Regions from separate parts of the Zea mays genome. Here regions 1 and 3 are each linked to region 2. A link is a contact called in public Hi-C data. All regions are on one chromosome and are shown on one strand. The core of a region is the stretch at or near the end of the contact, and the rest is flanking DNA. Distances in the headings are between cores, read along the strand shown. Region 1 holds the start of LOC100381807 (Calcium uniporter protein 5 mitochondrial). Region 2 holds the start of LOC103651075. Region 3 holds the start of LOC100281104 (GTP binding protein).

Region 1 (4,291 bases), core at 295-2,794, 210 kb before region 2:
AAAAAAATACATAATTAAGATTAACATATAATTAGTGTCTATTAACATATAATTAGTGTCTATTAATACATTTTTTATTTATTTAATAATTTTTTAACTCAAGCAACAAGTATTCATGCAACCAACCAAACAGCATCTCTCATGAACCAGACTAAACGCATGCAGACAACCAAACACACTCTACTGTATACACTCAGCCAGGCCAGTTGTAGCCTGGCTGAGCTAGTGCGAGCCAGGCTCGCCTGGGAAGCGAACCAAACGCCCCCATATTAGCCGTCCAGCCGCTGAGCCGTGTGAACGGTGCTTTAGTGACACAAAATTTTGCCGAACAAAATTCTCTAATTCATCAAATAAAATCCCCAAGCCCCATGCCTTGCTTGGTTATATCGCATTCCCTAATAGCGTGACTGGTTTGTTCTTCAGGTGAGCCTGACCAAAGTTGGTTCACGAGAAACAAAACTAAAATCCGTTTATCGAGAGCGTGGCTCGCTTCGACAAAGCTGAAACGAAAATGAAATCCGTTTCTCAAGAGCCTGGCTCCTGTTGCATTGCGTCCCACAGTGCAAGTGAGCGCAAACAGACAACCAAACGCTGTTCATCGGCCCGCGGCCCGCCAAATGCACACACATACGAGCAACCAAACAGCAGATGCTGCATCCTGGCTGGCTCAAATACAGGCTACGCTATAATAAGATATCCGGCGCCACCGGTATGGACCCGGTCATACTCATACCTGACAGTATGAGAGAACAATCGACGCACTAACGAACGGAGTCGCCGGCGGCGAGCGAGCCGGATAGAACGCAGCTTAAAAATCAAAACCCGGAAGCCCCCAATGAGTTACCGCCCGGAGAAGCCGAGCGTCGAACGCGGCGATTCTACAGGGGGATCAGGGAGGGATAAGGTATTAAGGTGTGGGGGAAGGAGAGGGCGGCAACGGCAATGCGAGCTGACCTTGTCGGGCTGGAGGTAGACCCTGTCGCGGAAGAGCAGGACGACGCCGGCCTCGTCGAGCGCGCCCGCGAGCGCCGCGGCCTCGGCGCGCGTCCGGGCCGCGCCGGAGTCCTGGCACGCGCGCAGCAGGTCCGCGTACGGGATCACCTCCCCGTCCCCGAGCCGCCGCTTGAGCGCATCCACGTTGGTCAGCCGCATCAGCCGCCTCGCCTCCGCCGCCGTCACCTCCTCCTCCCCGTCCCTCCTCGCCGCGTCCGGAAGCGACGCGTGGCCGCAGCGCTGCAGCGCGAACGGCGGCGGGACCCACCGGCGGGGCTCGGCGCCGCGCCCGATCGCCGAGGTAGAGGCCGAGGCGGCGGCGCGGAGGAGGCGGCGGGAAACGCGCCACATTGACGACATGGGTCGTGTCGGTGCCTGTCGACCTCTCCCTGCTATTTTTCTTTTTCTGATGCTGCGTGTGGTAGCCTGGTGGGTCAGTGGGTGGAAGGAGGGATATGGGGGAGGAGGTGATCAAAGGAGGAGGGAGGGGGCGGGAACTATGGAGAGAGCTTGGGCCTTGAGGGGAGGCAAGGGCGGCGAAGACGGGAGGAGAACCCGGGACAGGGAGGACGTGTGTGTGTGTTAGGGGTGGGGGTATTTTTGAAAGAGGTGGGACTCTCTTTCCTTTCTCGTCCGCCATGGCTTCTGGCTCTAGTTGGTTTCCCGGCAGCTGCTTGATATTTTACGCCGCGTTAAAAATTTATCCACACGCCTATTCAAAATTTTGTTTCTCGAAAGATCCAGCTGCCTGTTGTGCAAAGTTTTTTTTGGAACATAAAAGCTATTTCATCAGCTAATGAAAAGAGGTAATTGTTTTAGTTAGTGTGTGCGTAACAAAATCATACCAGTTTGCGTTGTTTTTTTTTCTTCTTCGTGGAGAAGGGAAGAACATGTTCCTTTCAGCTTCAGCCCACCGCGCCCGATGTCGATATCAAGTTTTATCAACACGCCGTGAACGCGGTGGGCGCGCACCACGAACAAACCAACCTGATGGCTCATGCGACGCGCCCAAGGGATGAGGCAGAATGGCAGATGCACTGCCCATCTACCCCAAAAGCGAAAGGTTTTACTGCTGCACGCCCGCCCCAGTACCCCATTGCTCAGCTCGAACTAGAAAGCAGAAACCCACTGGACACTGACTGACCAGCTGCCTGCCATTTTTTCTACATGTGGTTGGTTGTAGTGTGCTGCGGATATGAGCCAAACACGCCCTTAATATCTTCATATTTGTTTTGTCAATTATAATTAACAGGCGATCGAAACTAATGGGTCATTTGTTTGCGTCCATTTCTCACGCGACAGCACGTGAACGTCCCGAGCAGCCCAACATTGCCGACCAGCATCTCAAAATTTGCGCGTGTAATCAGCTCCCAAGCGAGCACGCTGACACTGACAGTGGCCAATATATATTCAGTAACGGTGCATGTGGCACTGTTGCAACAATTTAAGAGTTGCGGGATTCCGACTTTGAATCTTTGACGGCAAGACAAGATAATTACATCTGTGTGAGAAATGAATGCGAGTGCCGTAAGTGCGTTGAGATGAACATGTGTACAGTTCAGTAGCATCCTTCCTTCATTCCTTCTAATCTGTTCTCCCATTTTCGCTGTGCTTCCTCCTAGAAAGGGTTTTCACCATCCCCTTGAGTATCTTCCAGAACCAAAATACGTTCATCACCGCAACCACCGACGGCACTGCCACCAAGCTGTAGAACCCTAAGCTGAAGATGGATCTCGCCTGGGAAACAAGGGTGGCAACGGCAATAGAAAACGATCACACTTCATGAATTCATGAGTGCACCAAAACCTATTTTAACAAGAAGAAAAAAAACTTCATGCTGCTGCAGAAGCACCGTAGCAGCATAACACAAGATGTCATATATTTTTTTCCAGCAGTTGCGTGCAGCCATGCCGCTACAGCAAGATATGTTTTCTGTGGCAAGCCGTTTTAATGATGAAACCTTATGTACAAATAATTCTGTAGCTGCCAGTTTTTTCAGCTGCAAAATACCATAATCATAAAGCGCTGAAACAACCATAACTTTTGATAGTTTATTAGCTTCATTCAGTGTTTCACAATTTCTACATTATTTTTTTGCGGAACATTGATGAACTACCTTTAATGTTAACAGAAAAAAAACACTGTGGATCTTATTCTAAAAATATACATTGTCAGAAGTCAATGGATTTCCACAGATGCCCAGGCTAACTGGTAGTACCTCTCGGGGTGGAAAATTCAAATACCCATACCTGATCAAGATGAAAATACATATGGGTGAACATATATATGAATAAGATTATCCGAGCAATCTGTATCAGACGAAAGACAAGTTAATCAAAACTATCCATCAGAGCAAACGGGTCACTTAAAGAGAATGTTTAGGGTATATTTGAAAACTGAGAAGCGGCATCCAAATACTTATGGTTAATTCAAAAAAAGAACTCGAATACCAGGGGAAACTGTCCCCACGGCATTGCATCAGGAAGAAACTTCTCCCACATATATCAAGAAACACCTCAAAAGTCGGCTGCGCTAGACGCCACCAAGTGCCTACGAGACATGTCTGCGGCCATCGGACCATGTGCATTTCGCTGAAAGCGGCTCATCAGGGAACACAACCGATGAGGGATGTTTTTTAATTTAAATTTGCTACCGTAGGGATTAGAACCTTAAGACCTAAGGTACTACCAACTAGACTACACATCTGTTCGCTTATGGTTAATTCAAACAAGATCATAAAAGTTTTTTACGACAAAAACCCGTATTCCAAAATTCAAAATGACTCTTCTTGTGTTCCATAAAAAAAAGAAATCCAAAATGATCCTTACCAATTTGTATAGTGAAGCCATCACTAATCATTACCCCCAGCTATCACATCTTCAAAACAAATCATATCAAGGAAGCTGCTCCTCCATCAGAAGTTTTAGATTTCCATTTGATTTGTAAATGAAAAAATATATAAAAAATTGGTACATTTTTCACTTAATCTGGTCAAAAACCTAAAAAAGGATAATCCTGCAGTTGACAGTGTGGGATATTTCTGTGTGCAGTCTGGTGTGAGTAAGCAGCAGAAATAGTAAAAGTAGCAACTACAGCTGCCAGGTAACCTAACTATGCAATGTTCTAGCATTTAGAGACAACTTTCCTGAACCATGTGCATTATGACTGTATAGAAATTTGTTCTTTAAAAGAAATTGATGACTCGTGAGAGCAGTTGTTGTACCAGCCATCCAACAAATAGAGCCACACCATTGTATAAGTAAAGATTGCAAGTCTTCTGACCAGCAACGTCCAAATA
Region 2 (4,223 bases), core at 1,105-3,604:
CCGCTGATACTCTCTCTATACGCGCACCGGGAGTGATCGAGTAAAATCTGTGCGGTGCTTGCCTTGCTTCCATCAGCATGCAGGTGACCGAGCGGCGCTGACGCTGACACCGGCAAAAGGAAATTCGCGGCACCAAATCGGAGGTGGCCGGCCGGGCACGCGCACGCCGTGACTCGCTCGCTGCTTTCCTGGGCGCTTGCGTGCGGCGACGGCGACGCCTTGGCCGCACGCACGCGGACGCTTGCCTTGGCCGCGCCGGCCAGTGCCACGAGTCACCCCATCTCCGGCTCCGGGGGAAAATCTCGAGTGCTTTTCGGCCCGGCTTCTGTCTGTCGCTGCTTTGCCCTGTCCGGCCCTTGACAGCAGCGGCTGGTAACTGGCGTACGCCTCACCTGAGCTGAGGAGGAGCCGACGTACGTACAGTACAGGTACAGGCGTACAGCGGCTCTGTTTTTTTTCAGTCCGTTTCGGAAACAACGTATCGGCCTAACCATCTGGACTTTTGTACACCTGTTCAGTTCACTACACATCATACTGCGCCAAACAAGCCATGGCGTGTGCCTTAAGATAACATAACAATCAGCTGATCAGGTCATTAGGAATCAGGATGGATCGCTTCACGCGAGAGAACGAATTGAAGTGCGCCGGAGAGGACCGAGTATGATGGTGACTGGTGCGAGTTGCATATATACTGTACTGTACTTGGTAAGAACTTCCCGAGGTGGACAGACTAATTAATGTCACTATGAGCTTGCTACGCTGGTACTAGATGAGAATTAATTAAGTGTCGGCCAATTCTGCCCCAAAATGACGAGTCGTCGCCATCATTCTGCCGTCCCGATCAGGCGTTACTGTTACTGGGAGTCCGGATGGGTTTGTTCAATTCGTGATGATGGCTACTATACCTCTGAACGAGTGAAACAAGAAAGAAACGTCGTGGTGGCTACGCCATCTGATGGAGACACGAACGCGCCTACCATCGTCGTTTGCACACATAGCAAGGGTTACAGTGACAGTAGCCCACAACGCTTATCTCTTTTTTCTGATAGTAGAGTTTTAGGTGGGCTAATATCCTCAGTCTTTTTAAATAAACAAAGCCAGAGCCCAGATACAGGAAACCGCTTACAGCTGTCAAAGCATCGCTTAACCGAGATTCTCCATTCTAGCCGCCCGCCCAATAGAAAGAGATAGATCCTCTTCCAATCACTCAAACAGAACAAAGGGAACTTGACATCTTGCTACATGAAAGGTACGACTCGCGCGCAGGTTCAGAGGCCTGTGGCTGAAGCCTGGATCTTGGCTCCATGACATTATAGTATCGTAATTAACATGTTTTAACCCTAATTAAGCTCCATGACATTATAACGATATGTATTACGATACTATAAATATTATATGATATTTAAAAAAAATGGGAAATGATAAATATGTATTAATTATCTAAGTTCTAGTGTATAGGGCATTATGGGGAGTTGTACAGTGAAGAATTGTTAGAGACGAATTATATGTAAGGTGAGAATTTTTTAGGGGAGGAAGTAAAATATATTAAAAATTACAAATAAGGGATAAGTATAGGGAAAATTGTTGGAGAGGGGCTCACACCTCAATGGGATGATGACGTGAAAAATATGCGCTCACATTCTCCGTACCCTAAATTCACATTTTTGTCTCTCCTCTGCTGGTCTATTTGCATTCGCACACGATGATAGGCTGGAGATAGACTACGACTACTAATCTAACGACTTTCTCTGCATGGTTCTCTAACCTAAATATAGAGAAGGTTTTCTTATTTATAGTCTCTAACGGGATTCTCTACAACCTCCTTTGACGCTTTTATTATTATTTTTATATATGGAGACTCTTTTGTCTATGTCTATTTTTATACTTTAGATAATGGATTATGCAAAACTTAAACATGTATAAGACATTCCAAGATATAGTAAAAACATGCATGCAAAAAATCTAAAACAAAATACGCCACTAATATGAGTTTCTGATGTATAGAGAAGATATGTTTGGTTTGTCTGTTCACTTTCTCGACTCTGTTGTGTCAACCATTTCTAATGCTAGCAACCCAGCTGCTGGCAAGGTTAGCCTTGCCGAGCTAGAGCAAAGCGAGCTGGATGGGGAGGGGGGGACCAAACGCCGCCGGCCACATGGCAAGCCGCCCGGCAGCTAATCGACCACAGTGCACAGGCAGCAGTCAGGACGGAGCAGCGAGGCTGGGCGTACAGCCCAGGACGGCACGCCCGCAATTCCTCGTGCCCCTGACCTCCTCTCCTCCCCCCCTGCTACGGATTCCAAAACGGATATAAAATGCGCGTGTATTATCTAGTCCAGTCCAACCGACCCGGCATCGTCTCGCGAGCCGCGACTCGTCTCGTCATTTCCATCGAACGCCCAGATCCCACATTCCCACCTAGCTCTGCGCGATCCATCCCGGCCGCCACGCCAAGGAGGCCCTCGCCTGACCTCGGATCAAAGCCTCCTCCATCCGCCTTCATCCCGGCCGGTGGTTCGGGCCGTCACGGGAGGGGTCCATCACTGGTTACTCGGTGGAGAGCTCGGGGCTCGGCTCCCATCTCACGATTCTCACCCCACACGCGCACCGGGTCACCTCGATTCGGCAGCCTCGCGGTGAGTTGAGTTCTTCGCTTGTCGGGCCAGTCCGCCTCTCGCTTGGCGCGGTTATGGATTCGCGGGTGGCGTGGCGTCGTCCGCGATCGCTCTAGCTCGCATTGAGCGATTCGCGAGTTGCGACTCCTTGTTTTGTTTGCTCTCTGTTTTTTTTTATGTCGATGGTGATATGTGGCGGCGGGATTCTGAGCTCGGTTGCTTCTAACCTTCCGCGGAGTGGTTTAGCTAATCGGTTTTGAAGCTGTTGATATGGATGTGCCGTGTGCGTGACGAATCGAATGGGCCGCAGCAGGATTCCTACGCAGCTCGGCAGCAGGGGGAATTGGATCCTGCGACCATGCGAATTTGGAACCCTGGAGCAGTGGAGTGCTAGGAGGTCTCGGTGTCGTCATTTTTTTCTAGGGGCGTAGGAGTCGACTTGGTTGGAATCTAGTTAGTCATAATTTCTCTTTCTGATTTCATTGGTCTGTCCATGCGTCTGTTTTCGTCAAACAAGAAGTTTGTTATTGCCAAGCATCCCGCTATGGAGGAAGCTGCCTGCCGTATTGTGTTACGCGAATCCGGTGAGCTGGGCTCTGCGCGTTCCTCTTGACGCCCTTTGCGCGAACGACGAGCTTTCTTCCAGCTCGGTTGCCCCTGAACAACCAACGCCAAAAGCAGCTCCAGAATTTTCCTGATGTCGTCTCTATATTTTTGCCTTCTAAGTCATGCTTAATGGCAGAGTCCTTGTTGCGTGGGTCACTGCCTCACTGGGTTCTGAGGCAAGGAAAAGAAGGCTTCAGTAGTCAGGTCTGGGTCAAGCCATGATGGAGAGATCGCTGCTGGAGGTGCTGGCCACGGCGGCGCAAGGAGGGACCGAGGGGACGTCAGTGCTGAGCATGCTCAAGTACGCCGTGCTGCCCATCGCCAAGGTGTTCACTGTCTGCTTCATGGGGTTCCTTATGGCCTCCAAGTACGTCAACATTCTCCAGCCCAACGGCCGCAAGCTTCTCAATGGGGTGAGCTTTGTCTCTTGTAATAACTAATAAGTGCTAGCTAATGGAAGGTTGTGTAATGGACAATTGTTTTTCTATTGAGGAATTATTTTATTAAGTCAAGATGATTACCCATCTTGGATTTTGTTTAAAGTAGGAATATGTGAAGCAGTAGAGGAGTTGATTGTCTCATTTGTTTTCTCGCTGTATCAAATTAGATATAACATTTTCACTGTTTGTTGCAGCTTGTGTTTTCCCTTCTGCTTCCATGCCTTATATTTTCCCAATTGGGTAGAGCAATCACTATCGAGAAGATGATACAATGGTAAAGATAATTTTGATTGTTATCGTACTTCAGTTTTGTTATTATAAACCTAGTGTTATGCTTCATCCAAGCGTGCTATATTTGCTCTTGATTTTTTGATGTGTGAGTTATTGACCGAGATGTTGTTTTCAGCTAATCATCTATTTGTATATGCTGCTGACCCTCTATAAGTAATACATCCTACAAATATTATATTACTGACCACACTTGATTGGTGTGCTATTGTTTATCTTTCTATTTGGATCAATCTTTGAGTAATTAGGTTCCATATGGAACAAATTAGTTTT
Region 3 (3,890 bases), core at 1,238-3,737, 170 kb before region 2:
CTCGTCGCGTACCTACTTGTGTTGGCTATAATTGGTAGCCCTATTCTCTCTTAATGGAAAATGCGCCAAGGCACAGTTATGGAAAAATAATTTAAGTAATCGTTATAACACTGGAGAGTTAAGGGGAAATAATTTCAATAGTCATACCAAGTTGGCTATAATTTGGTAGTCCGCTTCTCTCTTAACTGTTGTTTTTCTCTTCTTCTACAATACTCGTGCGTTGCGACGGTATGCAAACCATATTTAGTGGTGTAGTGCCACTATGCAATAATTACATGACACCTAAAGGTCCGGTGGCAAGTCAATGTGTAGGACCATCCAAAAAAACTAAAATTAAACTAGACCATCCCCATAAAAATAATTTTAGATATTAAAGCACAGATACTGTGATTTATCATAGGCAAAAGGCCGAGAAATGTATTGGTTGAAGTGGAGGCCTGCCCTTTTTTATAGATCGCTCTTTCACCTTAGTGAGGTGATACTACCTAAAATCGTTGCGCTGTGTTACTGTGTATGCTTTCATGTCATGTTGGACCAAGGTATTTTTTCACGGCCCATCTAAGATAATGGTCCGTTTGTTAGACAATATGTGGGGAGAAAACAGCGTCGCCGCGTGGCACACGACGCACAAAAATAGAGATTAAAATACATACTTTCGATATATTGAGAAGTGATATATATATATAAAGGTTGTCCTAATAAGACGCTGAGATATATGAACATAGAATGAAATGAGCTATCAATCGATCTCAAAATAAATTTCTACGTCGGGCACATAATAATGTAAAGTAGTGTCACGTAGAAAAAAAAACAGACGAAAAGAATACGATATCCCAAATCGTGAGGCCAACAATGAAGGGCAGTATAACGACATAAGAAAACTCCAAATTCGTCCGCTGCACGTCAGATCTGGGGGAGTAATGTAAACCACAGGTTCTGGTGGAGCTAGAGCTAGCCAGGTGTAGAGGAAGATATCGTAGAATAGGATACCGTAACCTAGTCCCGGCCCGGGTTCGGACGTGGTCTTGTTGACTGAAATTAAAACGATAATCTTCTGAGTTTGATTTGTATCATATGCATGCATGATCAGACAAACAGTCGTCCTCCATCCTCCAATCACTCAGCTCGGCTTCAAAGTGTAGTTTAGTACGTGGCGCTAGCTGTGGACATGTTCTGATCACGTAAGCTTAGCCTTGTCGTTTGCACCTCCTACCAGCCTAACGACAAAGGGTTTCTAATTGTAATCTGTACTATGGCAATGAAGCCTAACCAAGCTACTAGTTTATCTCACGAACTCAAGCCAATGCAACCAATGGCGTACGCGCAGGTGGATCTATATCCGAACTTATTAGTCGAGCTAGCTAGAACAATTTTATTAATCGCTAGTTCCCACTGCACGCGTAGTAATATTGAACTATAGACCTGCATGCCCACGTATTTGTAGGCTAGCTGATGCTCTGCACTGATAAGCTAAGCAAGCTAGCTAGTAGTAAGATGGTCAGCGACGACGTCTCGATCGAATGCAGCCGAACAAATGTTCGGTATTCCTCGTCTCGGTTCGTCTTTAATAATCATACCACACTGGATCCATCACCAGACATATATGGTAACACACCGTGGCCACTTCGGATCCACTGCTGACTGCCCAGAGAGCTCTGGATAATCGCATGCATGCATGCGCTTCATCATATATAGCCGCGGCGCTTATCCAGATTACTAAGCAACGTGCTGCTATGCTAAATTTCAGATCAATCTACTACAAACATATACTTAACACATTTGCAATAAAATTTGGCCGACCAGCCCCGGTCAAGGAGGGCGTACGCGTACGTCCCCTTCTCGCGGTACGGTTCCAGCTAAATTCTACCCGCCCAAAGCTTGGTCTGCCGCCGCGTGTCCACCCAGCCCTGTCCCGCCCAATTAATTTGTTAGCAATTTCTACTACGGCGCGACGACCCTAGCAGCAATCTGCCGGGCATAATGAATAGTTTGCGTCCAAGTCGAGCCGGTAACGCGTCCACGTTTCTGTGCGTAATCGCGTGCATTAATTATCTTCCGAGATAAACATATAAACTGCAAACCGAAGCAAACAAAAATAAATAAAAGCCCTTCGTTCACGTAATCCACCACATTTAGCACGCAAGAAACGTTTGGCATGGCAGGCAATTGGCTCAGCTCTACGGATTTTTAGTCTGTTTCGGTGGATCGAACTGTTTAGAACTGATATGCTCGCGTCGTCCACAGGGATCGAAATATCTATCTATATAATCCTTTTGATGTCTCGTCGTTTTTAAGCTGCACTGTTGCTCGTGGCCTACCGAGATTACACCGCCCGCCCCGGGCTGCTTTGCCGTTATGAGCGAGCCGAGCTTCACCGGCATCCCATGTCGTCACCGTGCCCCACACACGTTATTAGGGGGGGCAACATGCCTTGTTTGTTCGCTTGCCCCTGTATATATACAGACCTCCCCACCACCTCCCCTACCACTACCAGCCTCAAATTAAGCAGCCAACAAGACCTGTCTATAGCTGCCTCGCTAGCCAAGCCTGACTGCTACCTAGCAACGACCAGCTGGGACTGGGAGGGGGAGTCCATCGAGCTCGCCCCAGGCTGACGATCCGCTCGATCTCGGGGACCCAAGAGTTTCGATAGACGACGCATGGCGAAGGTCCACCCCAACGTGCTGCTGTCGTCGTCGTCGCCGGCTGAGGGAGCCGCCGCAGCGGCGGCGGGCGGCGAGGGCGAGGAGACGTCGCTGACGGTGTGGCGCAAGTCGCTGCTGTTCAACTGCCGGGGGTACACGGTGTTCGACGCCAGGGGCGACCTGGCGTACCGCGCCGACAGCTACGACGCCGAGGCCGAGGTCGTGCTCATGGACCCCGCCGGCCGCCCGGCCTTCACCGTGCGCCGCAGGCGCCTCAGCCTGTCCGGCGAGCAGTGGCTCATCTACGCGGGCGAGGAGACGCGGCGGCCCGCGTACGCCGTCAAGCGCGGCGGCGGCGGCGGGAAGTCGGTGGCGCGCGTCACGCCGTGCGCCGCCGTGCCCGCCGCAGCTGGGGCCGCCGCGTTGCCCGCGTACGAGGTGGAGGGGTCCTACGCGCGCCGCCGCTGCGTGGTGTACGACGCCCACCAGCGCCGCGCCGTCGCGGAGGTGCAGCCCAAGGAGGCGGTCGGCTCGGACGTGTTCCGCCTCGTGGTGCAGCCGGGGGTCGACGTGTCGCTCGCCATGGCCGTGGTCGTGGCGCTCGACCAGCTGTTTGGGAGGCCGTCGCTCCTCAGGAGCTGGTCCTCGCCATAGATTCATGTTTTCTTTCTTGTGTTCAAATTCAGTTTAGATAGGTTTTTTTGCCCCTGGACTTGGGGTTGTGAATTATCACTGGAGATGCTGATGACTCGATCTGCCTGGGCATCGTTTATTGGCATGAAAGCAATTCCTGTTCTTGCGTGCTTACTCCCAAAATACCCTGCTCCCAATTGAGTTTTTTTTTTTAAAAAAAGAAATTATGAATTCCCTCTCGATTCTCTTCGTTTGGCACAAGAGGGACAGAGTTGTAAATACCTCGAGGAACGTTATGTACTACTGTCCGATTTCTGAAGGCGAAATTTTGTCCTTTATGTACTTGTTTTAGCACACCTTGTTTGATCCCTGCGTCTTGATCCACTCGAGTGCTATTTTTGGGCACGTCAGGTTGTCGAAGCCAAAAGCAACACTGACACAGCTTCCTGCGTCGGCTTCTACTCTGGTAGTAAACATCAAACATGGACATGTCGAATTTCACGCTTGGAGCAACGATTTTGGTCGCTTTTGCATGCGGGTTGCCCAGATAGGACAATCGAGTCGTTTCTCGCCCGGGACCCTGCCACTGCCATCCTCCTGCTACTAGAGAGT

Evidence for each region. A called contact is a pair of places that touch in the nucleus more often than the background predicts.
Region 1: a contact with region 2 is called in a Hi-C map of leaf mesophyll, with 2.5 times the contacts expected there. The contact joins the promoter of LOC100381807 here to the promoter of LOC103651075 in region 2. A contact is called at or near these places in 2 of 25 Hi-C or Micro-C datasets (bundle sheath and leaf mesophyll).
Region 3: a contact with region 2 is called in a Hi-C map of leaf mesophyll, with 2.3 times the contacts expected there. The contact joins the promoter of LOC100281104 here to the promoter of LOC103651075 in region 2. A contact is called at or near these places in 9 of 25 Hi-C or Micro-C datasets (bundle sheath, ear, endosperm and 4 more) and 1 of 3 datasets of contacts at active chromatin or transcription factors (seedling).

What each region holds. Positions count from the first base shown.
Region 1 is chr3:191,056,313-191,060,603 of Zm-B73-REFERENCE-NAM-5.0, reverse strand. It overlaps LOC100381807 (Calcium uniporter protein 5 mitochondrial), which reads right to left and starts at 1,544. Exons shown (of 2, transcript NM_001174603.1): 1 at 955-1,544. The coding sequence starts at 1,353. LOC100279422 (TRAM LAG1 and CLN8 (TLC) lipid-sensing domain containing protein) reads right to left here. Exons shown (of 9, transcript XM_008676673.3): 7 at 4,217-4,291; 8 at 3,243-3,302; 9 at 2,357-2,730. The coding sequence ends at 2,578.
Region 2 is chr3:190,845,563-190,849,785 of Zm-B73-REFERENCE-NAM-5.0, reverse strand. LOC103651075 reads left to right here and starts at 2,354. Exons shown (of 11, transcript NM_001326545.1): 1 at 2,354-2,637; 2 at 3,359-3,635; 3 at 3,857-3,936. The coding sequence starts at 3,441.
Region 3 is chr3:191,018,820-191,022,709 of Zm-B73-REFERENCE-NAM-5.0, reverse strand. LOC100281104 (GTP binding protein) reads left to right here and starts at 2,487. Exons shown (of 1, transcript NM_001154023.2): 1 at 2,487-3,461. The coding sequence starts at 2,661. The coding sequence ends at 3,299.